Linked DNA regions of Mus musculus: region 1 is linked to region 2. The links are chromatin contacts, called in public HiChIP or PLAC-seq maps. All regions are on one chromosome and are shown on one strand. Each heading gives the region's core, a stretch centred on a gene start, on an enhancer-like site or on the middle of the called end of the contact. The rest is flanking DNA. Distances are from core to core; before and after follow the strand shown. Region 1 overlaps 4933406J09Rik (RIKEN cDNA 4933406J09 gene). Region 2 has its middle 47 kb from the start of Gm46977.

Region 1 (3,596 bases), core at 204-2,703, 360 kb after region 2:
GCAAGTAAATAGCCTGACTGTGCTGGTGAGGGTGAGAAGCCTGCACTCTCAGGTGCCCAACAGAACAGGCATTCCTTTGTTGTTTTTTAATTAGATATTTTCTTTATTTGCATTTCAAATGTTATCCCCTTTCCGGGTTTACCCTCTGAAAACCCCCTATTCCACCCCCCACGCCGCTGCTCACCAACCCACCCACTTCTGCTTCCTGGCCCTGGCATTCCCCTACACTGGGGCATAGAACCTTTACAGAACCAATGGCCTCTCCTCCCATTGATGACCGACTAGGCCATCCTCTGCTGCATATGCAGCTGGAGCCATGAGTCCAATCATGTGTACTCTTTGATTGGTGATTTCGTCCCTGGAAGCTCTGGGGGTACTGGATAGTTCATATTGTTGTTCCTCCTAGGAGGGCTGCAAACCCCTTCAGCTCCTTGTGTCCTTTCTCTAGATCCTCCTTTGGAGAGCCTGTGCTCAATCTAATGGATGGCTGTGAACATCCACTTCTGTATTTGTCAGGCACTGGCAGAGCCTCTCAGGAGACAGCTATATCAGGCTCCTGTCAGCAAGCACTTGTTAGCATCCACAATAAGTGTCTGGGTTTGGTGATTGTATATAAGATGGATCTCCAGGTAGGGCTGTCTCTGGATGGTCATTCCTTCAGTCTCTGCTCCACACTTTTGTCTCTGTAACTCCTTCCATGTGTATTTTGTTCCCCCTTACAAGAAGGATTGAAGTGTCCACACTTTGGTCTTCCTTCTTCTCAAGTTTCATGTGGTTTGTGAACTGTATCTTGGGTAGTCTGGGCTAATATCCCCTAATCAGTGAGTGCATATCATGTGTGTTCTTTTGTGATTGGGTTACCTCACTCTGGATGCTATTTTCTTGTGTTTCGGTAAATCTCCAACCCAAATAAGCCCCAGCAATGAAAACGACTCAGTTAATATGAATACATGCTGTGCACCTAGGTCCAGCAGATCTACCACTACATACCATCTTCCACGTCTATGAGACCCCTTAGAACTTGCCGTATCTCCAGGCCACGTGCTTCTGCTCTGCTTTTCTTCTTCTTCCTCTCCTCTGCGTCCTCTCTATCTCCCATTTTCTCCTTCTTCTCCTTCTCCCCCTTCTGCCCCTCCTTCCCTTCATCTGCCCAGTCATCAGCTCTCCTTTATTTTACAAATTAAGGTGGGAAGCAGGTTTACAGGAAATCACCTGAGCGCTGACTCATTCCTTGTTTGTGACCCCTCACAGGAGGAATAAACATCAAACATAATTAGCCCCAAAACTATCCACAACATTCTAGTTTCATCCATTTGCCTAAGAATTTCATAAATTCACTGTTTTTAATAGCTGAGTAGTACTCCATTGTGTACATGTACCACATTTTCTGTATCCATTCCTCTGTCGAGAGGAATCTGGCAGAAGAGCATTCCTAAACAGAGCAGGCATCAGTCGCTAACCTCTGTTTTGGAAAGAGTCTATCATGGGAGGGGAGTATGACAGCAGGATCAGAGAGCAGAGAGGTCACTTCTTCAGCTGCTGCAAACACAAAGCTTAAGATCACACTGAACTGAAGCAAGGCCATGGCTCCTCAAGTACCTGAGCCAGTATGGGACATTCTCACTCAAACCACTTAGTGTCACCTTAACTTAAAAAACATCAGATAAAATGTTCTGGATAGCTTGAGGAAAGGCACAAAGAGACAGAGAACACATGATTGTCATCTGTGTCCTTTAGAGACCAAAGACAGAGAGACAGAAATGATGAGAAAGACGCTTAATTTTTTCCCTTTCTTTTTCATGTTTCTGCAGATTTACATTATTTTTTCTAGAGATTTACATTTTTTTTTAATTATGTGTATGTGAGTGTCCATCCTTGTGGTCAGAAGAGGGTATTGGATTCCCCCAAAGCTAGAGCTGTAGGAAGGTGTGAGACATGGGTGCTGGGAATCAAACTCAGATCCTCTGAAAGAGCAGCTAGCGTTCGTAGCCACTGAGTCATCTCTCCAGCCTCCACATTGCTAATCTAGAAATGTAGGCTCTTAAGAGCTTCTTAAACTGGAGACATTTATTCCCTGTGTATTCTCTTCCCTCTGGATTGGCAGACTCAAAATTCCGACTTCTTCCAGGAAGCTGGCTGACTTCATTCTCTGCTTGGAAAATTATGGCCAATAAATACTTCAGATAGCCCGATGCTTTGATAAATGAATATTTTTACATTTTCATTTCTTTGAGATTGTTACAGTGTGGTCATGCCCTCCTGAGCCTATCCAGACAGAGCATGTCTGTGGAAATCAAGCTGGGCCATCATTTTATCCAAAAACTCTAAGAAGGATTTTTAAACGTACACTATTGTAATTTATTTTTAACTAATACTTATAATTTTGTTATTTCTTTTTATAGATTAGTACTATGTTTACATTACCCCCCATTCTCCTCCACCTGACTCTTTCTATGTCCCCTTCAGTCTTCTCAAATGTGTGTACTCTCTTACTCTGCAATTACTATTGTTGCATGTAAATTAATGAATACAACCTGCTGAGTCCATTCAGCTCCGATGTACAAGTGTTTAGGGATGACTGCCTGGGACTGGATTACTTCTCGGGGACTCGTCTCAAGAGCAGACTCATTCTCCCTCTCAGTGGTCATTAATTGTCTAAAGCTCTTTATATAGGGGGTGAGAAGAAGGCCAACTCTGTAGATCAGACTTGGCAAGGACAAGAGAACGTCCCCAAAAGGGAATACTGGATGGTGGCTTGAGACCCACTTGCTTTGCCTTGATGTTCCCCTCCAAAATTCAAGCTTGAAACTTTTGTTTTCTGAGACAAGGTCTCACTATACAGCCCAGGCTGGTCTAGAACTGGTTTGAAGTCCAGATGACCTCAAATTCTCCACCCTCCGGTGCAGCCTCTCCAGTGCTGGCATTATGAGTATGCACCATCACATTTGGCTGTGTTGGAAATTTCATCCTTGGTGTCTAAGTGTTGACAGATGGGGCTTCAGATATCCTCAAATGAATTAAGGCCATTATCAAGATATGCATTCTCTCTCTCTCTCTCTCTCTCTCTCTCTCTCTCTCTCTCTCTCTCTCTCTCTCTCTCATTCATTCCCCAAACAGACCTCTGTAACAGATGTGGAGACAATGCCAGTTACATTTAAATTGTACCTATAAGCCCCGGGGCCACCAGATCTAGGCTCTGGGCCACTTTCCTGTCAAGGAGAAACTCAGAATGCATACATAGGAAGGTCTGGCTTTCCCAAAGGTTGGTTGAAAACCAAGTTAAATCTTCCTTCTCCTCTCCTCCAGAGTGAGATTTCTGGAGGCAGCTTTGTGTGTGCTATTGAAGCACAGGGAGGCATACTGGCTCAGGGACTTCCTGGCCTCTCAGACACACAACAGTATTTAGCTCATCAGATGTCCCCATTTTAACATGTGCCCATGCCCAAACCATCAGAGCTCTCAGCTTTCTATTTCCTTCCAGTCCCTGATGAAGACACAGGAGCCACAATGTGTCTGATGATGACTTTAACAACCGGGAGCCTGGCAGTGTTCACACTTCTTGTGGGATAATAGGAAAACTTTAGGCCATTTGATTT
Region 2 (3,707 bases), core at 440-2,939:
TGTGTGTGTGTGTGTGTGTGTGTGTGTGTGTGTGTGTGTGTGTGTGTTTGTGTAACCAACTGTTGGTGTTAGACGACAACCTCTGTGATTCAGTTCTGTCCTTCCATCATGTGTTATAGAGATTGCACTCAGGGCAACAGACACACAGCAAGTATTTTTACCAGCTCATCCACCTCAGCAGCCTTAGCATTGGTTCTTCTTCTTCTTCTTCCTCCTCCTCCTCCTCCTCTTCTTCCTCCTCTTCCTTTTCCTCCTCTCCTTCTTCCTCATCTTCTTCTTGTTCTCCCTCCTCCTCTCTCTCTCTCCTTTTCTCCTTTTAAAGATCTGTTTACTTTTTACCTCTGTGTGTGTCTGGGGGTAAAGAGTATGTCAACTTGAGTGCAGGTGCCCTGGAAAGCCAGAGGCACTGGATGCCCCTGGAGCTGGAGTTAACAGGCCATCCAGTGTAGGTCCTGGGAATCAAATTCAGGTTATCTGAAAGAGCATTCTGCTGATAACCAGCAAACCATCTCTCCAGCACCCAACTTTGCTTCTTCCTGCCTCCTTTCCAGGATGCTCAGCCTCACCACAACTCAGAAACAATGGAGCCCATGTGCCAGGGACTGAAACCTGAAAGCAAGCACCTAAGTAAATCTCTCTTCCCCTTAGTACTGAGTTCTATCAGGTACATGATAATAGGTAGGGTGGTCATTTTGAATTAATGATAATTAACAACCCTCGGGGACAGTAAAAGCTAGTTGGGAGGAATTTCCTAACTGTCTAAATTTGTAAAGAAGATGCACATTCAGGACATCACCTCTGTAAAGGAAGAGAGATGCTCACAGACAATTCCCTCTGGAAGCCACATATGCATAACAAGACAACAATACCACCCTCTTCCACCTCCACCCCAGTACTGGCCTCCTTCTCCCAGAGGCCTAGAACCACTTCCCCTTTGTTTAGTTCAAAATGCTGCAGTAGCCTTCATCCCCCATGCCTCTTTTCTTCCCATGTCTTGGGAAACTCTGCTAAGTACGGAGGTGCATAGTTAAACTGTTAATTCTCTTATTAGTCTGTCTTTTTTGAAGCCTGGGTCTTTAGGGAAGAGGCAGCACTTTCTTACTGAAGTCAGCATCCTGGATTTCTATCTGTCGAGTCCAGGTGAATATGTATGCTGTGTCTTTTCCCTTCCAAATTCCATCTAGAGGGAAACTTTTGTAAGACTTGGTTGTTCCTGGTGCCTAGATGTGGTGGTTAAGTATTCTGAGCACTGGTCCTTAGCCTCCCAGAAAGCCCTTCTTTTCCTTTGCTCCTGTTTCTTCTGTCCTTTTAAAAATAATAATAATTAATAATAATAACACCAACAACAATGACCAGAATACTCATGGGTTAAAATGCAGACATACTCCAAAGCCTGTTCAAGCCAGTCTCACAAACTGGGGATTTCATGGGTAGGATCATGGCATGTCTGTTTAGACTATCTTTGCTGTGGGATACCAGTTAAAATACACACACACACACACACACACACCCCTTGGATGAGATCTTCCTTTTATCTTTTGTTGTGAAAGTTTGGCAGAGTAACCGCCACAGTCTCTCGGAACCAGTCTAGTTTCTGCTGGCTGAGCGGGCTTGAGTTGTCGTAAGTCAGGTGGTGAGCGGGCAGGCGAGGCACCCCAGACACAGGGTGCTCAGGTAGCATTTCCTTTGTGTAAGTGTGTCAGCTGCCGCTGGAGTTTGCTTTAATAAGGAGCCCCGCCCATAGGGGGGCTCTGCTGTCTGCTTGTGTTGCTTTGTTTGTCCTGGAAACAGTCGGGTCCCTGTACCCAGTCACCCAGATCAGTGGATCTGAAACTCCTGAGGGAGACTAGAGTTTTCTTACTTCTTGTTGGCCATAACAGTCTTTGCTGCCTACCTTATTTTTAATTGAATTAAATTTAAATTATTTTTTTAACAATTTCACATACTTTATACACTGATCAGTCACCTCTCTCTCCTGCCTCCCACCACTGTCCACTCTCTCTCTTCCCCAGAATCATCTCTCTCTCTCTCTCTCTCTCTCTCTCTCTCTCTCTCTCTCTCTCTCTCTCCCTCTCCCTCTCCCTCTCCCTCTCCCTCTCCCTCTCCCTCTCCCTCTCTCTCAAGTTCACATCTTTTAGTTTTGTTTCGTGACCCATGCAGATTAACCAGAGACATCTGTGTGGCTGTGGATTTAGAGCGAGCCATTGGAGCCTGATGGGCTGGGCAGTGGGTTCAGAACTAGAGACAATGATTCCTGCTTTCTTGGAATCTCTGAACAGCCAGTATTTCAGAGGCGGGGGGTGGGGGGGGGTGGGGGTGGGCTCCACCTTCCTTGACTGTTGATAGGACTGGTCCTCTGGGCCAGTGAAGGTAACCACAGATGACTTGAGATACAGTAGCTGTACTGAGTCTAAAGAAGCACATTTCGTAGCTCTTTACCGTATCTTCTAGCCTTTCAACTCTTCCCATTCTCTCTGCTAAATCGTTCCCTGAGCCTTAAAGATGGAGTAACTGACTTGCTTAAGGCAAGGCCTTCATCTGCATCTGACCTGCCATCATCTCTGCATTGCCACTGTTCCTTGTCAGGGAAGGTTCTGTGATTCAGCCTGGGAACCACTTACTTCTGTGTGCTGGTCCACGTATAGGTACGTAGAAGGCGGTTGGCTGCTATGTCAGTGTCATTAGCAATTACAACTCAGCTTCCCATGGGAGGGGGCAGCAGTCATCTTTATTCCCGGCACTCTGAAGGCAAGCCAGGGAGATCTCTAAATTCCAACCCAACTTGGTCTACAGTGTGAGTTCCACTCACAGCCAGAACTACAGGTGAAACCCTGTCTTGAAAACAAACAAAACAAACAAACAAACAAAAACTCTCAGCTTCCCTCAGGGGCCTACTTCCTCCCGAGGTCCGCCTAAACCTTTCCGTCATTCCACAGTCTTCCTATCTTTCTTTTTATCTATGTATTACTATCTCATCTCCCTTAAGGCAGCCCTTCCCCCTGTTCACTTCCTCCTTTCCTGGCTTTGCACAGGGGATGCATTAGAGATTGCATCCTAAAGAGTTGAAGCACATCTCACTTGAAGAGAGAACATGAGGCATTTATTTGTCCTTAGGGCCCACAATGACCACAATTAGAATAATGTTTCCAATTCTATCCACTTACTGTTATTGTTTGTTTTGAGACAGGGTCTGATTCTATAGCCTAGGGTGGTCTCAAACTCCCTAGATAGGGGAGAGAGGATGACTGTGACCTCCTGGTCGTCCTGCCCCCATCTCCCATGTGCTGGGATCATATGTGTGTGCTACCACATGCAGTCAGGAGTTATTAGTTTCTCCTTGGCAGCAACTCTGGGTCTCAGGAAAGGGGAAGTTTCCATTGTAGGTTTTATGGAGCCATGCCTTGGATCCAGGGCTGTCAACAGAAAGGCTTATTGGCTTAAAATGGCCCTCTAACAGGGAAGCCTTGAGAAATTTGGACTTCTAAATCTAAAAGCGTTTTCTTTTTCAAAACACCTTCATCTTAAAACAAACGTTCAGTTGGTATCTGTGATAAAATACATTTAAAGAAAAAAGTTATAGCCATTTATAAGTATACTTAATAAGAGACTGGCGAGATGGCTCAAAGACTAAGGATCTTGCATTGCTCTTGCAGGAGACCCCTGTTAGATTCCCAGGGCCAGCATGGTAGCAGCTCGCATCCCCAGGG

The links. HiChIP or PLAC-seq counts read pairs in DNA pulled down with a chosen protein or histone mark.
Region 1: a contact with region 2 is called in an H3K27ac HiChIP or PLAC-seq map of embryonic stem cells, with 5 times the contacts expected there. The contact joins two enhancer-like sites. A contact is called at or near these places in 2 of 484 Hi-C or Micro-C datasets (bone marrow-derived macrophages and embryonic stem cells) and 5 of 115 datasets of contacts at active chromatin or transcription factors (embryonic basal ganglia and embryonic stem cells).

What each region holds. Positions count from the first base shown.
Region 1 is chr6:134,348,753-134,352,348 of GRCm38.p6, forward strand. The region is part of intron 3 of 4933406J09Rik (RIKEN cDNA 4933406J09 gene); the gene reads right to left. Among named protein-coding and RNA genes, the nearest start is that of Bcl2l14, 46 kb to the right of the region's middle. Within about 2 kb of position 1,454, at least 5 of the 459 cell types and tissues checked have an H3K27ac peak or open chromatin away from gene starts, as enhancers often do. A contact at or near this core is called in embryonic stem cells, where this site is marked.
Region 2 is chr6:133,986,507-133,990,213 of GRCm38.p6, forward strand. No RefSeq gene overlaps it. Among named protein-coding and RNA genes, the nearest start is that of Gm46977, 47 kb to the right of the region's middle. Within about 2 kb of position 1,690, at least 16 of the 459 cell types and tissues checked have an H3K27ac peak or open chromatin away from gene starts, as enhancers often do. A contact at or near this core is called in embryonic stem cells, where this site is marked.